Regions from separate parts of the Sus scrofa genome. Here region 2 is linked to region 1. The links are chromatin contacts, called in public HiChIP or PLAC-seq maps. All regions are on one chromosome and are shown on one strand. Each heading gives the region's core, a stretch centred on a gene start, on an enhancer-like site or on the middle of the called end of the contact. The rest is flanking DNA. Distances are from core to core; before and after follow the strand shown.

Region 1 (5,039 bases), core at 1,710-4,209:
CATGGATGAGCTTGAAAGACTGTTCCTCAGTCTAGACTTTAGATGAAACCCAGCTCAAGTAACCAATTCATCTCAGTTTTCTCAACACTTTCCTAGTGTGAGCAATCAAAGTCCCACATCCCAGGAAACCACAGTCTTGAGCGATCCCACACAGTTGGTCACCCTAGATGGCACCTTGAATGTAGCTTTCTGAAAGACCCTGAACCAGGAGTTCCTGTTGTGGCTCAGTGCATTAAGAACCCAACTAGCATCCATGAGGGTGTGGGTTCAATCCCTGGCATCGTTCAGTGGGTTAAAGAATCTGGCATTGCCATAAGCTGTGATGTAGGTCACAGACATGGCTCAGATCTGGCAGCATTACTGTGGCTTTGGTGCAGGTTGGCAGCTGCAGCTCTAATTCAACCCCTAGCCTGGGAACTTCCATATGCCATGGGTGTGGTCCTAAAAAAATATGAAAAAGAAAGACCCTGACTCAGAGGACCAAGCAAAGCCACACCCAGATTCATGACCTAGAAGTAATGAGATAATAAATGTTTCTTGTTTTAAACTGCTGCGCTATACAGTAACTTGTTATGCAGCAACTGATAACTAATACATTCTTCATTGCTCAACAGATTAAAAGTCAAGAGAAAGATCAGGCCAGCTATAGAAAAACAATGAAGCCGCATTTTCCCTGTGCATCTGTATGTAGTAAGAGTTAAATTTGTAACACATTAACAGTGTACTGCACTCCTAAACAATTGATTCAGTATTCCATAAGGAGAATTAGGTATTCAATTTTATTTATTTTTCTTTTTTTTTTTTAGGGCCACACCCATGGCATATGGAGATTCCCAGGCTGGGGATCTAATCAGAACTACAGCTGCTGCCCTACACCACAGCCATAGCAACGCCAGATCTGACCCAAGTCTGCAACCTATACCACAGCTCATGGCAAAGCCAGATCCTTAACCCACTGAGCAAGGCCAGGGATTGAACCCGCAACCTCATGGCTCCTAGTCAGATTCGTTTCCACTGCACCATGACAGGAACTCCAGTTACTCAATTTTAAAAGCAAATTTAAGACATACAGTTAAAAATCACCTGAAAGAGATCAAAAATTTCTATCACAAACTTAATTTCCTTTCTAGATCATCTAAACATAGACTAAATAAATTATCCGGGTCATGCAATGAATCTGTCTAATACGTACGACCAGAATTAAGAGCTCTCCATATCTCAGGAAGCAAGTAAATCATCAAGTCAATATTGAGTATGAGTGGGAACTCTTCAAATTTTCTCCTGGCACAAGAAGTTGTCATTGTTTAGCCAACCTACTACACAGAGATCAGTGCTATACCATGCAGTCTGGCATTCAACAAACACTAATTCATGATTATGAGGCATACAACACAGTCTACTAAGATCCTGTATATTTTCAGTGATAAGTCACTATCATAGGCAGTGGCTGAATGATTAAGTTGGGGCATGGAGAAATATACCACGGAGGCCTACACAAATGCATTGATTTCATCTGAAATTAAAAACAATGATAGCCACAGCCATAAATATTTGTACAGGGTTTCATAGCTCAGGAAGATTTGCACACTTTAAGCCAAAGATTCTTACACTTCTACTCTGAAAGGCACAAAGGACTGAAAGAATTCCTCTTATTTCCATTCGATAAAGAAACATTGAAGTTATAAAGATTTAAATGATTCTTCCGAAGTCACAGATCTGAGATTCAAATCCAGACATCTTCCAGTGGCAAGTGCTACTCTGTTTCCTCCCCAGCAGCAGAAAGAAAGTCAAAATATTTATGAAATATCCAATTTCCCACTTTCACTGGGAAATGATCTAGGAAGAACTGTGGAAGGCAGAGAGGATCTAGAAAGTATATTTATGGAAACAGCAGAAGCGTTATGCATCATTGTGGGATTTTTCTTTCCCTATGCCCTGGGAGTCCCTGAAACACTGCTCCAGTAACAGTGACTGTCTAGGTCCAGATGTAGAATAAATTCTTATTGAAGTGTCATACAAATAGACAATCTAGAATTACTGAGAGTAAGTTACATTAGAAATCTGAAAAACACATAGCAAAAGTGTATTTTGGCAAGTGCCTTGAAGAATGGTAAATTCAATTCAACATATAGTGATTTAGTCTGCCTCCCATAAGCCAGGAAATAGTATTCCAAACTTGTGTTGTCCAGTGTGGTAGCCAATATTCACACACGGCTATTAAGGCAAAATTAAAGACACCAAAAATCCAGTTCCCAGTCACACTAGCCACATTTCAAGGCACTCAATAGCCATAGGAGGTTAGTAGCTAATTATAGAACAATTCCATGATCACAAAAAATTCTACTGAACAATGTTACTAGACTCTGAAGAAGAAATAACCAAGTCTCCCAAAGTAGCTCACATTCTCATAGAGAAAACACTCCACATGTACTCTAAAAATGCAGGAGTGTAACACTGGTCAGGCTCTCTAACAATGTCTTATAGGAGGTAACACAAAACTTCTGAAAGCATTCCAAATAGGTACAAGCTAATTAGAGGCTTTTCTCATCCCTTAAAGATGTCATGACATGTATCAAAATGTGATGCCTTCCATTTTCCTCATCGTACCAAGATTCTGCAGGGACCACACACCAGAATTAACATAAAATACTAGATAGTCTCTACAGCAGAAGTGTATTTCCTGTGCGTGGCCATCCTAAAGAACATGCCAGTCACCACAGTAGCCACAGCATAGGCTGCCCCTTATCCGTGAGAAAGGTCTGCCAGATTCACAGACTTCAATTGTTGACCCAGTCACTGGCTGGGTGTGCCTGAGAGCAGGAGGGTTGGAAGTAGAGGAGCAAGTGGTAACATGACTCAAGAAACCAGTGATCTGGGTGGTTACGTGTCATAGCAGTGAGCTCTCAGGACCCACCCTTCCTAGGTCAGCACCCTGGTCTTGAGCAGGGTTGTCTGGCTTCAGCTAGATGTCAGCAGAGCAGTCTGGCACATGACTCAGAGAGTTCTCCAGCCAATCTCACTGCTCCATACAGCCCCATCCTGTTTGTCCATTAGAGGTAAGCTTCTCTCTACCTCCGAAGCATCTCTGGTGTACTGGTCAGAAACGATCCCAATATTCAGCAGGGATCAGTGTGAGAAGGATGGAAACTTGAAAATCATCTTTCCCACACTCTGAATCTCAGAGAGGCACAAATAGAAGTGAAAGTCTTAAGGTCACTAGAACCAGGGTATCAGTGTCTGCACTTGTGAAATAAATGTTTCCACACAGAGATGTCATGGGGCCTCAGATGTCATGGTATTTCACCAGCATGACAGTCACCAACACTGCACTGTGCTCCTGTGCTGTCCCAGAAGCCAGTTCCCCACACCACCCTGCTGTGAGCAGTACCAGTGTTTAACTGTTCTCCGATGGGCAGGCTTATTTCTTTCTGCACTGTTCCTGTTTTAATCAAGGAACAACTCCCAATCAAAGACTTAGTCATTCTTCATGGGAAACACAACAGAAGCCCTTAGTAGGTATAGACCCCAACAAGAAAAATTCAGTTTGGGAAAAAAGATCAAGGCCTGTTGCCCCAAAACACTATAACTGGTAAAATCTCTACTATCATAAAACCTGATTCATCCAGGTCACACTGTCATTATAATTTCATTCTTGGAGGGTTTTAAATACTTCCAAATTTCAGTCACACAAGCTTCAGATGTGAATGGTCAACCCATAATCAGCTACTAATGCCTTAATAAGGATTAGGGTACAGCTCCCCAGATTAAGAATGGGACACCAGATGAACCCTATAAATTTAGCTCCCTATGAGTGGAAAGAGCCTCACAGAGGGAAATGTAGGATCAAATACAAAAACTTAACATACACTGAGATTGTGTATAGGGCAGGCTTCATATCTAATTGATAAAAAAAAATGAAGTTTTTTAATAGGTCACTGGCTCTTTAAATCCCAGTCTTGAAAAATCAGCCAGTGAACTAGTTTATGAGTCTGTGGGTACAGCACAGTGAAACATTTAATCAGGGAACAGAAAATCTCTGGAACAAATAAGCCACATGAATGCCTAGAAGTGGAAATGTTAACTAGTGATGTAAGTTCAGAGTACAGCTGTGTCCAAATGAGTCGGGCTTCTGGCCCAACAAGCAAAGTCTGTGAAAAGATATAGAAGAATTATATTGTTTTTCCTGAACTCAAAACAGTGGACTTTTGCCATGTTAATTCAGAGTTTCTGGGATGAGATAACAAGAAATTAAGAAAGCAGAATGGAATGGTTTTAAAACAAATACTTCCTCAGTTATTGTGTTGAGGAGACAGGGTTGTATTTTTTTTTTTTTTTTTCTTTTGGCAGAGGAATGAGTAGACATCTTTCAGGAGATATGCCTCAGATTTATTTCAATGACCTTATAGTCTGGGTATGATGGCACCAAAAATACACTCCGTTTATTAGTTAAGGTCTAACAAATCACATTTTGTGTTTTAGGACAATTCATAAGCCCTCATGGTTCATTCGGGCCACAAGACATTGCTGAACAGACCACAATGTCAGTGCCTGCCTTGGCTTCTCTGTACTCATGGTGGAAGAATGGTTCCAAGAACCTTGCAGAGTGTGACTTTGTGCTAAACCAATCATAATTATCCAATGACATGAGATAGACCTCAAAGTATCAGTCATTATATAGGCTTTGGGTGGAAAATAAATTAGTTTCAACAGGTTCTGATCAAAACTGTTCTTGAAAATAATAACTATCGCATACTCAGGCTTATGTTTGTCAGGCACAAAGAGTTTCAAATACATTTTCTCTATTTTCTAGAGATAGGCACTATTATTTTTCCCACTTTATATTTAAGGTTTAGCATTTTTTTAAACTTGCCCACAGTTAGTTTGGTATGGCAGAGCCAGGGCCTCCAGGAGAGGCACTGGAATGCCTCTGCTGGCAACAACATCAAGCTACACTAAAGCAGTTTTCAGCTGAATGGAGCAAAAAAAAAAATTTACCAAGACAAATAACCAGCAAACAGTATAAAACTGTATGTAATAAA
Region 2 (5,039 bases), core at 760-3,259, 81 kb after region 1:
TTCCCAGGCTAGGGGTTGAATCGGAGCTGTAGCCACCGGCCTACGCCAGAGCCACAGCAACGCTGGATCTGAGCCGCGTCTGCAACCTACACCACAGCTCACTGCAACGCCGGATCGTTAACCCACTGAGCAAGGGCAGGGACCGAACCCACAACCTCATGGTTCCTAGTCGGATTCGTTAACCACTGCGCCACGACGGGAACTCCTATACTGATTTTTATTTTTTCCATTACAGCTGGTTTACAGTGTTCTGTCAATTTTCTACTGTACAGCAAGGTGACCCAGTAACACATATGTGTATACATTCTTTTTTCTCACATTATCGTGCTCCATCATAAGTGACTAGATAGAGTTCACATGGCTATACAGCAGGATCTCATTGCTTATCAATTCCATTCCAAAGGCAATAGTTTGCATCTATTAACCCCAAATTCCAAATCTATCCCACTCCCTCCCCCTCTTTTTGATGCAGGAAATGTGATCTAGTCATTTCTGGCTCATCACTTCCAGTTAATTCAGTCTTTTTTTTTTTTTTTTTTTTCCATAGCCATTTCAGGAGATGATTTTGCATATTCAGGATTCTTTCCCACTCTTTTCCAGGAATCATGTTCCTACTCTATAAACTGGGGCTGGTTATACCTACATTGGTGAAGATTTAGAGGCAATGTGTGGACCTTTTTTGTTTTATTTTGTTTTTTGTTTTGGGGCTTTTTTTTTTTTTTTTTTTAGGGCTGCAGATGGGGCATATGGAAGTTCCCAAGGTTGGGGGTCAATTCAGAGATGCAGCTTCCAGCCATCACCACAGCCACAGCAATGCAGGATCTGAGCTACGCAATCTACACAACAGGCCACCGCCAGTTAAGCTGGATCCCTAACCCAGGGAGCGAGGCCAGGGGTCAAACCCGCATCCTCATGGATACAGGTCAGGTTCGTTACACTGAGCCATTATTTCCCCATAGATAATGTCTGTAAATCTCAAATTACTAGGCGCAAACTATGTGCCCCATAGGTGAGGGCAACAGCTTGTTACCCACCCTCAACCTGATCTAGATCAAGGACATTCTTGTCACCCTCTAGTCCAATTAAAAAGAACATTACCTTTTTATTCAAAGAAAGTAAGAGGTAAGGGGTTACAGAATAGCATAGAGAATGTACAGGCTTCCTCCCGCTCCTAATCATTGGCTGCCCAAACCGTGTAATGCCTCACATTTCCTTAGCCAAGCAGAGCCCTATTTCCTGTGCTGTTTGGAAGACCGTTCAAGCCACAGCTGACTTAGGTAAGTCTCTTTGTTAAAGGACCACACAGTGGAACATAAACGAGTTTAGTACTCCTCTGGATGATTATGAACTGTGTGTTAAAAAAATTTCAAGCACAAGAATTTTATCTAATCAAGTTGAACCATTTAAGTTTTTAAGAAACACCTTACAGAAGGCATTTGAGATTTCATAATGAGTTACTTTCTGGACTCAAGAAGTCCAATGTCAGCAGAAATAACTCAGTTCAAGATCACTGGCTAGTATTTTGGCCAAACCTCCAAGATGATAATATTAGATTAACCTTAAAATACGGCAGAGCAGTATCACTCATAGATAACCCCAGACTGTATTCACAGTTAAGCAAACTATTTGCTTATATAATGAGGTGAGGTTAAATAGAGTAAGATTCATATAACTACTTTCAAGCTTCACAGTCTTCAAGCAACCTAATGGCAAGATACTTTTTGTGTGACTCAGTAGTGCAAGGCTTAAACAGAGTTAATTAGGTAATAATGAGGATGATTACTGAGAAAGACTGGAAAAAAGAAAAGGAACACAGCCGACAAGTCCAGAAAACCCTCCAATATTCATGTATTATTCAGTCACATTATGGTAAAGAGATGACTGTGGGGACTTACCAAAATAATGTTAGAATTTTAGGATTTTTTCCAAGTTGCATAGAACTAGGACCCAACAGACCCCAAGCATGAGAAATCTCAGGTTACATAAATCTTTTGTGGTTTCACTGAGGTTATGTTGAAATCAAATTAAGTTGTAGGATGAGATCTTCCTTTATTTGCATGATACATCCTGCCTGGCTCTTCTTTGCCAGGATTATTTTTTTCCTAAGACTCGAAATGAAAAACAAAGGAAAATATGAAACCAGAACCTAACAGTAGATATGCCCACTGAATACCTGGTCCTTCTAGCCACTTAAACCCAACACCATCACAGTAAGATCATTTAATATCTGACACAGTGGTTTTAACCCTTCTCTCCTTCCCATCTGTTTAATGGAGAACAAACACTAAGTGCTCCCAAACCCAAACTTTCTCAAGATGTCTAGTAATTCGAGGGCTTAGAAAAACATACAATAGCTTTCACAACATCCCATGTTTTTTTAAAGAATGAATAATAAGAAAAAACTAGTTCTCTTTTTTTTTCTCTTTCTCCCAGACTTATGAAGAGGAAGAATTTTAAAAGAGAAAGGTTTAAAAAGCAAGGTTCGATCTATGACCTATTTACATACAACACTCCTCATCATGAGGGTAAAAGTACCCACCCTTGGTTGTTCCTGCCTGTTACAGCTGTTACCGGATTACCTGGTAAAGGTATTTCTGGATTAAAATATCCATTTTGGATGTGGAATCTGGATTAGAATTATGTCACTTGCAAACACATACGCACACTCCAACATAACCACTTCTGAGGTAACAACATGAGAAAAAAGCAAAAGAGCTAAAATCTCCCCTCAAGAAAAATTCTTTGAACAATGCAATTACTTGCAAGCTTCTCTGAATGAGTAGTAACCAGATATCCCTGTAATTAAAATATGATTCTGGGAAAGTCACTGCTACCACACATACCTGTGATTCAGTATTCCAAGTATTGAATTCTTTATCATATTGAAATATTAATACTATCACATTATAGATCTCCATACCTGCCTCCTACTGATTTAAGAGTCATTTGCTATGATAATGCAGACCCAAGGCGACCTGAAAACAAAAAGAAATGCCAATTGATGTCAAACTGAAGCCAATTCTTGGGTGTCAAACTTTGAAACAGACTCAGAATCTGATCTCCAAACATTTTACTGTTTTGAAGAAACTGCAAGGAAAAAAATGAATGTTTTTCAGAAAAACATCATTTAGCATTCTCATAAATATGCGTATCTTTTAAATATCAAGAGTATGAATTTTGGCTATACACTGTAATATGTTCAAACTCAAACTATCATTTATGGGACATAAAGATAAATTACTTCAGATATTTCTACATTATGCTCCAAAAATTAACCTAGATGCATGGAAGTTGGAAAGAAAATTTATTTCCTTATTGAAATAAGATTTTAAAATTAGCAGTTAGTCCCCCAAGACTAGCTTTCAGAAGTCAATTTATCTTATAATGTTGCTAAACTATTAGATATTTGAAAAGTGTTAGTTAATGCTGCAATATTTGTCACTGCAATAGTATGGCAGCTATTGCAATATTATCCAATTTCATGACATAACCGAGCTAAAAAGTTTCATTGTAAATAGGACAAGACTGACTAAAATAATAATCATTTTTATTTCTAGAAAGCATATGTGGGTGATATTCTTTTTTAAAGCTCTTGCATTTCTATTTCTCTCATTTACAAATGACAATTTAGCCGGGTATTAACATTTTGACTAACTACTGTATCCCCCTCAAATCCCATAGACAATATTCTATGTTTGTTTGTTTACCACTGACAGATGGGAAATCCGAAGCACCCTGCGTTTTAATTCACTGTAAGTAAAATGTTATTGTTGTGGTTGTTTGATGGAAGTAAAGGTGAGGGCAGAATGAAGATTAGGACATCTGTAGGAAATTGCATAAAAATATATCTATACATTAGTGCTGTGATTCTTTTTTCGGCTGCAACTGCGGCATGTGGAAGATCCTGGGCTTGAGATCAAATCTGTGCTGCAACACTGGATCCTTAACCCGCTGCGCTACACAGTAACTTATATTAGTATTATGATTTTTAAAACTGAAAACTTAGGTCCTTCGTCAGTAGAGAAATGAGATAATGGCATCATATATTTAATTGTTTTCTGTTTACTTCCTCAAGATGACTTAAGCAGAAAGTAGCACGGCTAGAATTTATTTTGTGAGAATTTTTGTGTCATTGCAAAGAATGGCTTTTGAGCAGGACGAAAATGGATGCTGGAAAATATAGTAGGAGTCTTCTGCAAAACATGAAGAGATACAGAGGAATTACAAAGGGATAGAGAAAAGGAAGCAGATTAAAGAAATATCTAAGAGGTAAAATCTGAAACTACATGACTTAGTGATCCACTGAATATGAGGGAAAAGGAAACAGGAAAAATCTAGAGTGAATGCTCATAACGTTTGGGTGACAGTGTTACTGTTACTATCACTAACTATGACTAGGCATATAGGGGAAGGAATATGTAGATGTAGCTGTGTGTTCCAGCTATCTGTTGCTGTGTAATGAACCATCCCCAAATTTAAAGTTTTAAAATCACAATCATTTTTTTATCTCATCCATTTGTAATTTGGGCAGAGCTCATGGGGGAAAGCTCATCTGTGTTTATGTGGTGTCAACTAGGGCAGCTTGAACAGGAGCTGGAGGATCCACTTCCAGGATGATTCACTCACATGCCTGACAAGTCAGGCCTGGCTGCCTACCAGAACCTGGGTAGGCTTTCATGTGGCTACCTGACTTTTTCACAAAAGGGTGTCTGGGTTCCAAAAGCAAAACATTCCGAAACATGAGAAGTGGAAGCTGTCAGTTTCTCAAGGCCTGGGCCCAGGACTTGGCACCACGCCACCTCCCTTTTATTCTATTGGTCAGGCAGTCATATGGCCCAGACTCAAAGAGTAGGACACGAGAGCCAGCCTGGCAGCCCCTTCTCCATTTAAACCCCAAGCTCATGTGTTTGGCTGTGCCCTGTGTGGGCAGTGGGCACTGGGCACCCCTGACAGCGGGGAGGGCAGCAGAGGTACCTCTGTCTGAAGATTCCCCGACAAGACAGGCCAACCTAATTGGCAGGGCAGTAAGTCATCCTATA

The links. HiChIP or PLAC-seq counts read pairs in DNA pulled down with a chosen protein or histone mark.
Region 2: an H3K27ac HiChIP or PLAC-seq map of alveolar macrophages shows a contact between it and region 1. The contact joins two enhancer-like sites. A contact is called at or near these places in 1 of 47 Hi-C or Micro-C datasets (adipocytes) and 2 of 2 datasets of contacts at active chromatin or transcription factors (alveolar macrophages and skeletal muscle).

Annotation. Positions count from the first base shown.
Region 1 is chr13:115,726,926-115,731,964 of Sscrofa11.1, reverse strand. All of the region lies in intron 1 of LOC106505748 (a long non-coding RNA gene), which reads right to left. It overlaps LOC110256521 (a long non-coding RNA gene), which reads right to left. Exons shown (of 2, transcript XR_002338117.1): 2 at 4,304-5,039. Among named protein-coding and RNA genes, the nearest start is that of TBL1XR1, 240 kb to the right of the region's middle. Within about 2 kb of position 2,959, at least 31 of the 83 cell types and tissues checked have an H3K27ac peak or open chromatin away from gene starts, as enhancers often do. A contact at or near this core is called in alveolar macrophages, where this site is marked.
Region 2 is chr13:115,645,426-115,650,464 of Sscrofa11.1, reverse strand. All of the region lies in intron 1 of LOC106505748 (a long non-coding RNA gene), which reads right to left. Among named protein-coding and RNA genes, the nearest start is that of TBL1XR1, 160 kb to the right of the region's middle. Within about 2 kb of position 2,009, at least 1 of the 83 cell types and tissues checked has an H3K27ac peak or open chromatin away from gene starts, as enhancers often do. A contact at or near this core is called in alveolar macrophages, where this site is marked.